Linked DNA regions of Mus musculus: region 1 is linked to region 2. A link is a contact called in public Hi-C data. All regions are on one chromosome and are shown on one strand. The core of a region is the stretch at or near the end of the contact, and the rest is flanking DNA. Distances in the headings are between cores, read along the strand shown. Region 1 overlaps Nek11 (NIMA (never in mitosis gene a)-related expressed kinase 11). Region 2 holds the start of Nudt16 (nudix (nucleoside diphosphate linked moiety X)-type motif 16).

The links. Hi-C and Micro-C count contacts between places; a contact is called where the count stands out from the background.
Region 1: a contact with region 2 is called in a Hi-C map of cortical neurons, with 2.8 times the contacts expected there. The contact joins the enhancer-like site here to the promoter of Nudt16 in region 2. A contact is called at or near these places in 4 of 39 promoter capture datasets (the C10 cell line, embryonic stem cells, hippocampal neurons and 1 more), 1 of 15 datasets of contacts at CTCF or cohesin (stem cell-derived epiblast-like cells), 32 of 484 Hi-C or Micro-C datasets (B cells, the C2C12 cell line, the G1E-ER4 cell line and 21 more) and 9 of 115 datasets of contacts at active chromatin or transcription factors (Th17 cells, astrocytes, embryonic forebrain and 6 more).

The regions. Positions count from the first base shown.
Region 1 is chr9:105,374,237-105,381,239 of GRCm38.p6, reverse strand. The region is part of intron 2 of Nek11 (NIMA (never in mitosis gene a)-related expressed kinase 11); the gene reads left to right. Among named protein-coding and RNA genes, the nearest start is that of Nek11, 18 kb to the left of the region's middle. Within about 2 kb of position 4,554, at least 22 of the 459 cell types and tissues checked have an H3K27ac peak or open chromatin away from gene starts, as enhancers often do. A contact at or near this core is called in the C2C12 cell line, adipose-derived mesenchymal stem cells, cortical neurons and 4 more, where this site is marked.
Region 2 is chr9:105,127,735-105,134,883 of GRCm38.p6, reverse strand. Nudt16 (nudix (nucleoside diphosphate linked moiety X)-type motif 16) reads left to right here and starts at 3,079. Exons shown (of 3, transcript NM_029385.2): 1 at 3,079-3,241; 2 at 3,322-3,591; 3 at 4,374-5,546. The coding sequence starts at 3,104. The coding sequence ends at 4,553.

The sequences.
Region 1 (7,003 bases), core at 3,305-5,804, 240 kb before region 2:
GTCACTTAGCATTTTAATTAAACTTTGGCCCATGTTTCTCCTTTCTCATTAGTTTTATTTGTAGAAATCTTTTCAAACCTGATCCCTTAGTTATCCCTGCCCCTGTAGATGTGTGGCCCAGCTGTCCTCCACTCTCTCCCTTCACTGGGTTCCACCTCCTGGGTCTACTACAAATGCGTATGCTGTGAATATCAAAACAAAGCTAGTCCTATCTCTTATATTTGATTTGCTATTCAGTGATCAACTGCTTTTTCTTTGTATTGCTGCTTAGAGGTGTAAGTGCCACAGTTGTTGAGCTTTGGTGAGCAGTAGCATTTTCCGAGTTGTTTTAGAAAAGAGAATGATGAACGCTGCCGGGGAGATGGCTCAGTGGATGGAGTGCTTGCTATGCAGATATAAGGATCTGAGTGTGGGTCCCCAACACCCAGGTCAAAGCAGGGCATTGCAGCATGTGCCTGTAATCTGTAGGCAGAGGCCAAAGGATTGGGGAGGGGTGTCACTGACCAAGTGCTCAGTTCCAGGTTCAGTGAGAGACCCTGTCTCAAAATTAAGATGGAGGACAATGAGGGAAGACACCAATGCTGACCACTGGGCTCTACATGTGCAGACACAGGCTAGTGTGCCTGCACGCGCGCGCGCACACACACACACACACACACACACATGGGGTGGGGAGAGACAGACAGACAGAGACTAGAAGATGGGTTAGTGACAGACATTCAGCATTACTTATGGAATGAAGGATTTGGTCCTTCAATATGGATTGAATTTAACCTATTGAATTTTAAGTAGGGTCTTTCTTTAAAATAGTTGAATGCTGAGTTTATTGAAAGGATAAATAAATACTGAAAGAGTTCTGAAAACCGAGAGCAATAGATAATTTCCTCCAGTAAAGCTTACTTTGGCATTGTTCTGCACCAGTGTGCATGTGTCTGTGTGTCTGTCTATGCAAGCACACACGTGTGCATGTGAGTTTGTGTGTATGTACCTATGTGAGCCTGTGCTTGCCTTCTTGAATCTGTAGTTTTTCAGTTTGCTACTAGTTCCATTGGCAAAGCTGTGCTGAGCTCATACCAAGCCCAGGGTTCTGATGGAGGAAGGGGTTGGGGCTAATACTTCCTTACACTAGAAGTGCCCGGAGGGAATTTGTACTTCATGAAAATGCGGAAAGTGTTTCTATGGCTCCTCCTTGAGAGGCTCACACAGAGAGAGGCATTAACTGTAACTACCCCCACCTCAGCAGCCAGGGCTGATGCAGGGGTGTCCCCTCAGCAGCTGCCTCTGGCTCCTCTTAAGCCATTAAGCAGACTCCCTCCAGGATTCCTTAGAAACTGTGTGCCTGCCTGAATAATTTATCACACGACAATCAATTATTCATAACTCATTATTACAACTGAACTAAAACCTAAAGGTGGAATCTGTCTGCCACTTATGAATATCCAAGAGATAATAATCAAGATACCGCGGTCGAGTTGATGTCCTCGCCAGCCCCTCTGCCTGCTCATTTCTCTGAAGGGATTCCAAAGAGAACAGCCTGTGAGATGGAATCAGGATTCATTAAAGTGACAGTCACCAACCCCCCCCCCTCTGGTCCTCACGCTGTCTGTCTTTTGAATTCTGGCCTCATTACACCTACAAATAAAGTCTTAGTCTGAGGAAATATAGAAGACATTTATAGCTCTTTTGGTTTATGAAATCATTTTGAGGAACTCCATAGAGATATTAAAGTTGCCTATAAACTGTCATTTCTGAGGCAAAATAATAATGGGTTTCATTATAACACTTCATTCATGCATACAATGTATTTTGATCACATTGAGCCCTCTTTACTCTCTCTTGCCCTCCTCTTAGTCCCGCTGTCTTCCACCTTTTCCAATCCCCCTTCTGTGTTCATATCTTTTGTTCTTTTTAATGACCCAATCAATTTGATTAGAGTTCTTATAAGCATCTTTCTAAGAGATTATTTTAAGAGCACAGTGACTAGCTCAGCAGTGACCACCCCACTGAAGAAAGTGCTTCTCTGTCCTATAGTGACTGATAACTGTATATAGATCTGGGGGTACCTAGTGAGCCCGTCCATACTCTGTGACAGTATGTTTCCTAAGCCAGTCTTGTGCAGTCCTTAAGCAGGTATTCACAGCTAGTGTGTTAGAGAGTGCTGGCCTACTTTAAAGTGCTCTGAGTGCGTATCTTCCACACCAGACCATATACAGTGTTCCAGAATGCAGGCCTTATGAGGTTAATGATATACTATTTAAAAGAGCATAGGTTTATTTTAAGGCAAATGTGAATATGCCATGAAGCAGAGTAAAAGTTTGTGTGTTTTTTAAATTTAATTTTTAATAGGTTATACAGCTTCATGGTTCATATAAAAAGTAGATTGTAAAAACAACAACAACAACAAAACAAAACAAAACAAAACAAAACAAAACCCCTCACCTCATTCCCATCCTCCATTTCTCAAATTTGCACACATTCCCGCCACCACAGAGCTGCTATTGGGAGTTTCCTGAGCGAGAGAATGGAGAGATGGCTCAGTGGATACGTGCTTGAAGCAAGTAAGTAAGAGGGCCAGAGTTTGGAGGCCCAGATTCAGGAGAGTCTGTAACTCCACTGGAAGCATCTCAGCAAGCCTGGCTCATAGGGCTGGGGCTAGACCAGATCTCATGCTGACGCCCTAGGTCGGTCCTCCCCCTTCTCCGTTTCTGTCTCTGTCTGTCTATCTTTCTGTCTCTGCTTATCCATCTGTCTCTGTCTCTTTCAGTGTCTCTGTGTGTCTGTCTGTCTATTCCACATGCAAACACACACAATACACAATTCACACACACACACAAACACACACACAGTGCACACTTCTAACTGTAGTGTTTTGGAGGTTGGAGCAGGTAGATTGCAGGTCAGCCTGATTGGCCTGTCTCAAAACAAAACAAGACTCAAACCAAATCTAAAAAGAAAAAAGGAATTTATGAATATGGATGCTCCCAGAACTGATTCATATATGCATGAACAGCTTCAGAATACGGGGTCTTATTTTCCATTTCTCCCTTATGATAATTTCTAGCATATTGCATATTTGTATTTGGTTCTTTTCATATGTCAAAACATCTAGGACGTCTGTCCATGTTGTACATGGGGAACACCCCATTCTCCCATTCTTCTTTTTAAAGTAGATATGTTAAGTAGTATGTTCCATGGTAAGATTGAAGATTGAAGATTCCTATTGCTGTTCGTTTTGGACTGTTTTAAATCTTTGGTTATTGCAAATACTGCCACAATGAGTAAGCCTGAACATCTGTCATTTCATAAATATGTCAGTTTCTTGCATGAGATTTTAAGGTAAAATATGAGATTTTGGGGACGTGCCCTGTCAGTGCTATTCCGGGGGGATGAGCTAATCCTCAGCTGTTAGGGGTGCTAGCTGAAGAGCCCTGCTAGGGACTGCTACTGGGCCTGGTGACAGGATCAATTTTTAGTCTCTGAAATGACTCCTCTTTGAAGTGAGGGTGACAACAGCTGTTTTGCTGTCCTCTGCTTGTCTGGTTATATAAGAAAAGGCACAAATCTGGTGGCACATTATGTATAAGCAGAGACCACATAAAACTTGCAGACATTTGTTCCACTGTGACGTTTAGAGCAGTAAGTTTTCAGAACCATCTCGGTGTCTGTCTTGTGACCTTCGTCTCCAGAGCGCCAAACACTGTTGTTTGGGAAACACTGGTAGATTTCCTATTTTAAAAACAGTTCCACAGGGAAACACAGCTGTAAGACCCTGGGTTCTATAAAGGTAAAGCAGACCCCTCTCTGAGGGGCTCCTCAGAAACTTAGATCTACTGAGGCAAGGCGTGGCTCAAAGACCTCCATGGAACCCACAGCAATTCCCAGACGCATTTGACCTGATAGCTGGCCCTCCAACCCAGGCCTGTGAACACTGGTAAACTGAGGAGCTTTGCCGCGGGTTCCTGACAGTGCTGGACATCGTGGTGAGATCAGACCCCAGACACACACAGTGTTGCTGAAGATGGAGTCAGAGAAATAAGAATGCAAGTCCTGTTTTAAAGGTAGTCATGGTGAACAGCAGATGGTGGTAAAGCGACATGCAGATCAGCTATCATCACCTGGCAGGATTTCTAATGGCAACACATTAATTCAAGGTCCAAAATGTCTTTATTTAATTAAGATTTACCAATACTTTATTTAGTTTTACTGACTAAATGAATGAAAGGCTAAACGTGGGTCATTAACATACTCTTAATTTCTTTCTAGGAAAAGCAGAGATCAGCTGAGAAATGAGCTTGGCGAAATCTTTTTAACTTCATGGACCATTTTCTATGGGGTGGGATAGATTTGTGTGGTCATGCCCTGAGGGTATTAGATGGAGGCTCCTATTTTATGTGTATGCACTGATATATGTGTGCTCTCATCCTTGAAAGAAAAGCAGAAGCCTCCACTGTCCACAGGAAGGGCAGAGAGCAGCGACAGTCCTATAGCAAGCGCCTAACTGATGCTGCTAAGGATACTCTGAGATCCTAGTGATGAAGCAATCATGTCAGTTAAACAGACACATAGCCTGAGAATGCAGTGGCCACTGGGGTGACACACCAAGATCTCATAAAGGCTGGGAGCGATATGTCTCACTTCCATTCCTTTTATGGAAGAAAATACCGAGAGCCATGCAGGAGGAACGACAGATGGCTTTAGAACTCAGGGAATGCAAACCACAGGCTACCACAGCCTCACGGGTGGGTCTCAGTGTGGTAAAGCCCAAATACCATGTACCTTGAGGACGCCATGCTGTTGTGGAGTTCTGCTGTTTGCTGCCCTCACATCCCTCTTAATCTAAGAATTATATGAAAATTCAAAGGGGCTTCCAGTCCCTCGCTGGGCAGTACCTCTGGCACTCACAGTGCTAATGCCTGATCTCTCTCTGGCATTGCTGCTGGAGCAGGTTATGGTTCTATCACGGCCTGGAGAAGAACTTTGACATGTAGATTGTCAGCAGTGACCACCACCACCCTTAGAAAACATTTGGAAAGATAAAGTTGTTAGTGAAGCTAGGTTGAGATGTTTTTACTACTGGCTCAACTCTTAGGGAACAATATGAAGTTCAGAAAGGCACATGCTCATTAAGTTAAGCTAGGGACCCTTTATGGTCAGGAACAAAAACAATGGCAGTGCTGGCCGACATGACTTGCACTGAGGCTGGACTGGTGATGATGGATTTCTTAAACCCAGTTTTTTTGCCCCAAGCTTCCTGATAGGATTTATTAAGAGTTGCTGATGAGTAGATATGCATTCTGAAGATTTAAGGTAGATATGACTGATTTTTATATAAAAACATAGATTTCTGGCTCTTTTATGATTCTTACAAGATTACTTTTAAAGATAAATATGATAATTACTCTTTTCTTTTTAACTGCAAATTGCTGCCTGCCAGTAAGAGAAACTGGCAGAGAAAACTGCCTTGCTTGCTTACATGTTGTTAATCTAAAACAAGTTACTTGGTTAGGAATGTTTGTGGGTTTGGAAAATAATTTGTTTTCTTTACATGTACAATGTAATGTTATTTCCTGTAAAGGTATTGGGGAACACACTGGTTTTTCATAATCATTCACTAGAAGAAAACTAAAACATAATCACATTGTAATTGTATATTGCTTAAAAGAGTTTGCTGGGATATATAAGAAAGAATAATGGATAGTGTAGCCGTTTCACCCATCCACCAACTATGTGTGTATGTGTAAGGTTTGTGTGTCTGTTCCTTCCACCTATCAACTCTGTGTGTGTGTGTGTGTGTGTGTGTGTATGTAAGTACATGTGTAAGGTTTGTGTGTCTTGTGTGTCTGTTCCTTCCACCTATCAACTCTGTGTGTGTGTGTGTGTGTGTGTGTGTGTATGTACATGTGTAAGGTTTGTGTGTCTGTTCCTTCCACCTATCAACTCTGTGTGTGTGTGTGTATATGTATGTATGTACATGTGTAAGGTTTGTGTGTCTGTTCCTTCCACCTATCAACTCTGTGTGTGTGTGTGTGTGTGTGTGTGTGTGTGTGTATGTACATGTGTAAGGTTTGTGTGAATGAGGGGTGGGGCATACATTGACTATGTGTATGTATAAGGCTTGTGTGTCTTCTGGGTTGGAACACTGTTCCTTCCATCCATCAGGTGTGTGTACGTATGTATACATGTAAAGCTTGTCTGAGTGTGTATTGGAGCTTGCTCCACACACCAATGGTGTATGTGTATGTATGTATGTGTGTATGTATGTATTTATGTATGCATGTGTAAAATGCTTGGAACCTGATTGCTCTAACCATTCTATGTGAAAATGTGTACATGTCCATCTGTAGGTCTGTATACGTGTGTGTGTGTGTGTGTGTGTGTGTGTGTGTGTGACATGCATGTATATTTGTGTGTATGAAGTTATTGAACTCTGCTTTTGTTTCATCCACTCAGCAGGTGTGTGTGTGTTTATGTGTGTGTGCAGGTGTGAATTTTCTCTTTCCTTCTCTTTCTCTCTGGCCCCAAGGGGTTAAAAGAGTTCATAATTTTTATGCTGGCCACAGGAGTGCCAGCCCCAGTAAATTAATCTCTGTTCCCTCAGAGAAACCCGGCTGGGTAACGTCTCTAATCGCCAGCTGCCTTTGGCAGCAGCCCCTGTAGGTATCTGAATTCACCCTCATCGGCAGCTCTAAGCACTGAGCCCCAACAGCTGCCTGCTTCAGTGTACCCTCTGGAGCCAAAGCCGGTCTCTGTCAAGAAAGTGTAGCACAGGGCAATGAAAAGTGTGAAATACTTTAAATAGTCACATTTAACAAGACAGAATATAATGTTTTAAATATACTATTAATGAGAGAATTGTAAGATTACTATAAATTTTAATTCACAGCGTTGTTACATTGTGAGTAGTCTAGAAATGGGGCACCCACTTGAATGTGTGCAGTGAACGGCTTTCAGATTGTCAGTGTGTGTCTATGACAGAGGGTATATCCTGGGTTACAGGTCTTGT
Region 2 (7,149 bases), core at 1,830-4,329:
TTGCTTTCCTCAAAGTTTAGACCAGAGTTCTCTCCTTTGGGGGAGGGGAGACCTCAGGCAAAAGAGACATTATCATCACAACATATCTAGTCCCCTCTGTCAGTGTGACACAACAATGCTGGATGCTTACCTTGACACCATATGTAGCCCCCTCTGTCGATGTGACACACCTATGCCGGTTGCTGATCTTGATTGTCCCGCTAAGGTAGTGCTGGTTGATTTCACCCCCAAGCTACAAAGTTGCACTGTGGTTTTCTTCTTTTTGTACTGTTTACTCTTCGGAAGGAAGTTACTATGGAGCTCTGCTCTGCTGGAGGACAAAATAGCTGCTGAAATGATCTCTAAGTCTTCCAAGTGGAGGACCCTTTGCCGACCCTCAGCAGCTCATTCTGCATGTATCTGCATTCTAATATCAGGACAGGTATTTATTTTCTACTTTACATCATAAATAAATGAATAAACCAAAAGTAAAACCACGTTTGTTCTTCTGTTCCTCAAACTGGTTTTTGTTTTGAAAACTCAGCAGTGGCCTGTGGCTTTCTGTCTCAGAACAGTGCAGGGGTTCTCTTTTATTTGGGGGATTCTTTTTTTTTTTCTCTTTGAGGGAGGGCGTAAGGGTGGGATTGAGTTTCTTTCCTGACATCATAAGATGGTTGATGTTCACTGTATTTCACTGGGGATCTTTCTGGCTCTTCAGTGGAAGTTTTCTAAGGAGCATTGGTTTCTTTTGTTGGGCTATGATGTTATAAGCAAGTCCTGGACCCTAACTGAGTTGTTATCATCAGGCATCATGGGCTCTGTGGGCCTCTCAACTGACAGAGCAACGACAACAAGAACAAAAAAGTAAGGGGTTTATTAATCCTTGATGTAGGCATTCCCAATGCTGCTTTATGTAGATGCCTGTAGGGTTATATAGGCCAACTCAAACTCATATTAAGCTCATCCTGTTACTACAGAAAGTATAATAATTCTCTTCATTTGGAGGTGGCCCTTTTTAGTTATTATAGATTGGACCAAGATTTACAGTTTGTTTTATAAGAGTGGTAGTAATCATAGGTCTGATGTATACAATCCTGAACACCATATTTCTTATCACTCTGTTTGCATGAGGCTCTGTGTTAACTCTGTACAATACTGTAGCCCCGAGATAAGTCTGGTTTCTTTATAAATAAGGGGGGGGGCGCATGTAATTTGTTCGGGCTCCCTCACATCGGTCATGGTGGCTTTTCAAATGGTGTGTCTTTAAAAGCCAGGTTGGGAAGATGTCCTAGTCTATACATTCTCTGCCTTACAAGCATGAAGGTCTGAGTCTGGATCCTTAGCACCCCCACAAAAGCCAAGCATAGTGGGCGTGCCTGTAACTCTAGCACTGGGAGAAGGGGAGACGGGGGATCCCCAGAGTTTACTGACCAGATATTGTAGACCGTTAGTGAGCTCAGTGCATTAGTCACTTTCAAAAAATAAGGGGGGCTGGCAGTAGAGAGAGACACCCAGAGACACTCAGAATTGACCTCTGGCCTCCACACACATGTGAACATGAGCCTACGTGTCTTTTGAACACACATACATTTGTACATGCACATACACTGCACACATCCAGAAAACAAAACAAAAGAACCACCGTGTCCTCTTACTACCACCAGGAATTTTTTCTTGAAATTGGCCTGGGGTGGGGCTCTGGAATTGGAAGATATGAAGGGTTTTATAAGCTTCTTTCTTCTTCTTCTTCTTCTTCTTCTTCTTCTTCTTCTTCTTCTTCTTCTTCTTCTTCTTCTTCTCTTCTTCCTCTTCCTCCTCCTCCTCCTCCTCCTTCTCCTTCTTGTTGCCAGGTGATAATGTTTGACCAGGATGATTTGCCTGTCCCTTGGATGTTATCTGAGTAATGGCATCTGTATCGCACCTAACTCACCATGATGTGACTGCCTCAGTCAATGGCATCTCTGCCCTGCGACTCAGGGGACTGAGGCAAGATGTCCACAGGCTTTTCCTGATGGTGCCCTTATTCTTAGGATGCTGGCCTCAATCTTTGACATAAGACACAGCATCGAACCTCCACCCTCGAATCCAAGAATGGCTGCATTTACCATATGTCTGGCTCTGAGGAGAATTTTACTCCCATACTACGCTGGTTCCACCTCCACTAACAGGTCCTTAACTGGGAACCTGAGAGGGTTGAGTGGCTTCTACTAAAGTCACAAGCCTGTATCTGGGTGAGTTCTGAGCTCTACAACAAACTTTCAAGTCCAGGCTGTGACCTGAAGTCAGATCTTCTTTGAGTGTCACCTCTTCCCTTCCTTAAATACATACAGGTTCTTGATATATGGACTCAACTTCAGGTGGGGCAGCCTAGCTGAGGTGAAGGATCCTGAATGCCAGGATCTCAGCATTAGGCATTGAGTGTCCCCCATCTCTTTCCTATTTTTCTTCACAATTTAAAGTTCTGAGGGTATTTTAATTTACTCCTAGTGTGGTGGTGGTGGGGTGTCCTGTCTGACTCCTCCCCACTCTTTTCTGTGCTTTATTTCCTCAGCCAGCCACCCCTCCCCAATCTTACTGTGTGACCTGTGACATTTCCATGTCATTTTCCATGTACCAGGCGCCACATCACTACCCAGAGCCCACAGCCAATGCAGTTGGTTGTTGTAACCACATCCATTGGCCACTCCCCTTCCCCAAATGTGTTAGCTCTGTCCCTGTGCCCTCTTATAATCAGTCAATCCCCACATTTCCACCACTCAAGACTTGTTACACCCACCTCTCCTTTCCCCCATCACGCTAGGCTAGGAATAAGTTCTGAAGCCAGACTACCTTCCTCCCATCCCTAGACTCTTTGTTATGAACGGACCAACCCAGAACCGTTTTCTAAAAAATACGTTGTCCTTTGCACTGGCAGAACTCCTGCGTAAATTCTAACTCAGGTTCCAAAACACCTCCGGCCTGAGCCTGACCTTACCAAGCCTTCAGCCCCACCCTAGCCTAAGGGCCAATCCAGGGTGTCTTCGGAGCTCCTGAGAGACCCATCCTGATTGGCTGATGCGGAGTCTCGCAAAGCTCCGCCCCGAGGCGCTGGCCTCTGCAAGAACCCGGAAGTGCGAGCCTCGAGATGGAGGGGCATCGGAAAGTGGAGCTCAGCGAGGCCCTGGCGCTCGGGCCGGACTGGCGCCACGCCTGCCATGCGCTGCTCTACGCGCCCGACCCCCGCAAGCTGTTCGGCCGCATCCCGATGCGCTTCGCCGTGCTGGTGAGGACGCGTCATGCACGGCCGCTCCCCCGCCCCAGGGCTCGCGAGCCCGGGCCAACCATCATACCCTCCTCCCCCAGATGCAGATGCGCTTTGACGGGCGCCTGGGCTTCCCTGGCGGCTTCGTGGACGCGCAGGACAGCTGCCTGGAGGACGGGCTGAACCGGGAACTGCGCGAGGAGCTGGGCGAAGCGATGTCTGCCTTCCGCGTTGAACGCTCTGACTACCGCAGCTCACACATCGCGGCCAGACCGCGCGTGGTGGCCCACTTCTATGCCAAGCGCCTGACTCTGGAACAGCTGCAGGCTGTGGAAGCCAGGGCACCTCAAGCCAAGGACCATGGGCTGGAGGTGGGACCAGCCTGGGATCCACTCCAGCTCCAGTCTGTCCTCCCCCAATCCCCTTACCGAGAAAAGCCACTGGGTGGAGGAGATTTTGACCCTCCGACTTTGAATTCTTTCAAGTGGCATGAACTAGTTGGGATCTTGGTCATCTCCAGGCTAGATAATACCACCTACTCGGCCACCTTTAGCGGCCCCTGCAGAGAGCTTTTTAGAACACACATCCAAAGGTCTCTCCAGCTCTATGCTAGTGCACATGATACCCTAAGCTCTTGACTTTGGGTTCATATTTCCCTTAAGCAGACAGTGAGTCTAATGCTAGGGACGCCTGTGTGTAGAGGTGACCCTGAACCTGGGAGTGAGAGCGCTATTAAAACTGATTAGTGCGCACACTTTGACAGTGTTTAGACTGAACAGTCCATTGGAATCACTTGAGTTGGGTAAGGATGTCAGAGGAATACTTGGGTATTTGCATTTTTCTTGAGCACCCAAGTGCTACCTATACAGTGGTGTGAGTTCTGAGTTTTGAAATACTGCTACAGCCAGGCATGCCTCCTGGAGGCCGTCGCCAGTAAGGGTGAGGAAAAGGATGGAGAAGGATTGGCACGGATGGAGCTTGGAACCCAGCGTGGCTCACTTGTCCACAGAGTTTGGCTCTCTAAGCTCTCCTGAGGTGTGATTATTAGGCCCGGTTCTGCTTGGCTCTTCTCTGGAGAGTTCTGTTCCAAGGTAGATAAGGTAATGTGTTGAGGTTCTTGAGGTCCCACTTGTCCGATGTCTCCTTTTCATAGGTGCTGGGCCTGGTGCGGGTACCCCTGTACGTCCTCCGTGATGGTGAGGGAGGCCTGCCTGCCTTTCTGGAGAATTCCTTCATTGGAGCTGCCCGAGAGCAGCTACTAGAAGCCCTTCAGGACTTGAAACTTCTGGATCCTGGCATTATTGCAAAACTAAAGATCCCAGATTCTAAGTAGAATCGGACCAGCATGGACCCCTGGAACCCAGAGGGCCTTGGTATGAGGGAGGGAAGGACAAGTGGTCTCTCTTTGGGGTATAAAGGATTGTAGGTGGTGCCAGATTAGCAACAGGGAAGGATATGCACTGTTTTCAACGGAACACCTTGTCTGGTGGCATTAGGGATAAAAGGCCTTTGTAGTATCCCAGAGTCCTGCCTTATACATGGACAAACAGCCTGGAAGCTCCAGGTATGTATATGTGTAGTTCGTGGTCACACACAGCCTGACACACTGTCATCTGCCCAGTTTAACCATGATGTGGCATTTGGCACATCCCACTCCTTCCGGGTAAATGGGAGGGTTTCTTCCCCATCCGCTGTAAGGCTGCTGTCCTGTGTCCAGCCCAACCCATGCCTGTTAGGGAAGCAAAGGAGATGGCTTCTTTCTGAGAATTGTCCTGTGTTACCTGGGGCTTGAGCAGAGCAGTGGGTTTCAGAAAGTGACGTAAGGGCCTACCCAGCCCTGCGCTCTAACTGAGAGTTGGAATTGTCAAGGGCTTCTTAGGAGGCCTGAGACCTCAGTCCTGATACCTGTCTTCCTGCGTGTTCATCTTTGAGCTCCCATTGTCTCTGTCTAGCCTGCCCTGCTTAAAAAAAAACAACCAAACAAACAAACCAAAAAAAAACAAAAACAAAAACAAAAAAAAACCTAGAGGCATCTGGAAGAGTAGGCTGATATCTGGGCCTCCAAGTTCCAGAGCTTTTTCAAAAGGTACAGGTTAATACTTGCTCAGTGCTAGGTATGGTGACAGAAATAGAGACCCACTGCTCTTGTCTTTAAGACTTCACAGTGAGGAGTGAGCACACAGCATCATAAAGAGCACTACACAGTAAGAAGTAGAAGCCCCTTCAGTCACATGGTGTCCGTGGGAACCCTTTACTCTGCCACGTCAAACTTATCTGCATGATGTATAAATTTGTGGTTGTTGTGTCCCAGTAAAACACCAATTAAAAAAAAGCAGCTGTCTGGCTTCAATGACTTCAGCTGGGAAAGATAGGCTAAGGTTTGCGATGCCTGAGTTTGTAAGCATTCTGTTGACATTCTTTCACTTGGGTTCATCTGAAAAGGCCCTAGTAAAAATGGAAGAAGGGAAAGGAAGGGAGAAATCACATAGGGATTTGGAAAGAAGTTCCTGTTAGTCTATGCCTTTTTATTGGAGAAATTAGTCCATTGATAGTAAGAGATATTAAGGAAAAGTAATTGTAGCTTCCTGTTATTTTTGTTGTTCTGTTCATGTGGCTATCTTCTTTTAGGTTTGTTGAAAGATTACTTTCTTGCTTTTTTTAGGGCATAGTTTCCCTCCTTGTGTTGGAGTTTTCCCTTTATTATCCTTTGAAGGGCTGGATTCGTGGAAAGATATTGTATGAATTTGGTTTTGTCATGGAATACTGTGGTTTCTCCATCTGTGGTAATTGAGAGTTTTGCTGGGTATTGGAAAGAAGTTTCTTTTTTTTAAAATATTTTTTATTATTATGTATTTTCCTCAATTACATTTAGAATGCTATCCCAAAAGTCCCCCATACCCTCCACCCCCCCACTTCCCTACCCACCCATTCCCATTTTTTGGCCCTGGCATTCCCCTGTACTGGGGCATATAAAGTTTGCCTGTCCAATGGGCCTCTCTTTCCAGTGATGGCCAACTAGGCCATCTTTTGATACATATGCAGCTAGAGTCAAGAGCTCCGGGGTACTGGTTAGTTCATATTGTTGTTCCACCTATAGGGTTGCAGATCCCTTTAGCTCCTTGGTTACTTTCTCTAGCTCCTCCATTGGGGGCCCTGTGCTCCATCTAATAGCTGACTGTGAGCATCTACTTATGTGTTTGCTAGGCCCGGCCTAGTCTCACAAGAGACAGCTATATCAGGGTCCTTTCAGCAAAATCTTGCTAGTGTATGCAATGGTGTCAGCGTTTGGAAGCTGATTGTGGGATGGATCTCTGGATATGGCAGTCTCTAGATGGTCCATCCTTTTGTCTTAGCACCAAACTTTGTCTCTGTAACTCCTTCCATGGGTGATTGTTTCTAACGAGGCATGTGTGAAGGCCCTGAGGGGGGCAGAATCTTATCAGAACATCCCAGGACCCACTTCTTAATCAGGATCTTGGGATGTTCTTCATAGTCCAGGGACTGTTTTTTTATTTTTATTTTATTTTATTTTATTTTATTTTATTTTATTTTATTTTATTTTATTTTATTTTATTTCAAGACTGCTCCTGTGACTGATGTGGATCTTTTGAAAAGTCTCAAATTTCAAAATTCTCAAATCCCAGGGATGTAGCTCCTGTAGCTTTGCCTAGCATTCATGGGAGCCTGAGACCAGCCCCTGGCACTGCATAAATGGCATGGTGGCAAACACCTGTCACCCCAGTGCTCAGAGAGGAGGACCAGAAGTTTAAGATCCTCCTTGGCTACATAGTTGAAGGCCAGCCTGGGATTCATGAGAGCCACTCCAGAACCCCCTCATCTCCACCTTTTAAACAACTTAAGTCTCCATCGAATTGAGCTGGTAGATAGGGCCTGTCAGGAGAATTCAAGGAGGCTTTATTACCTTAGCA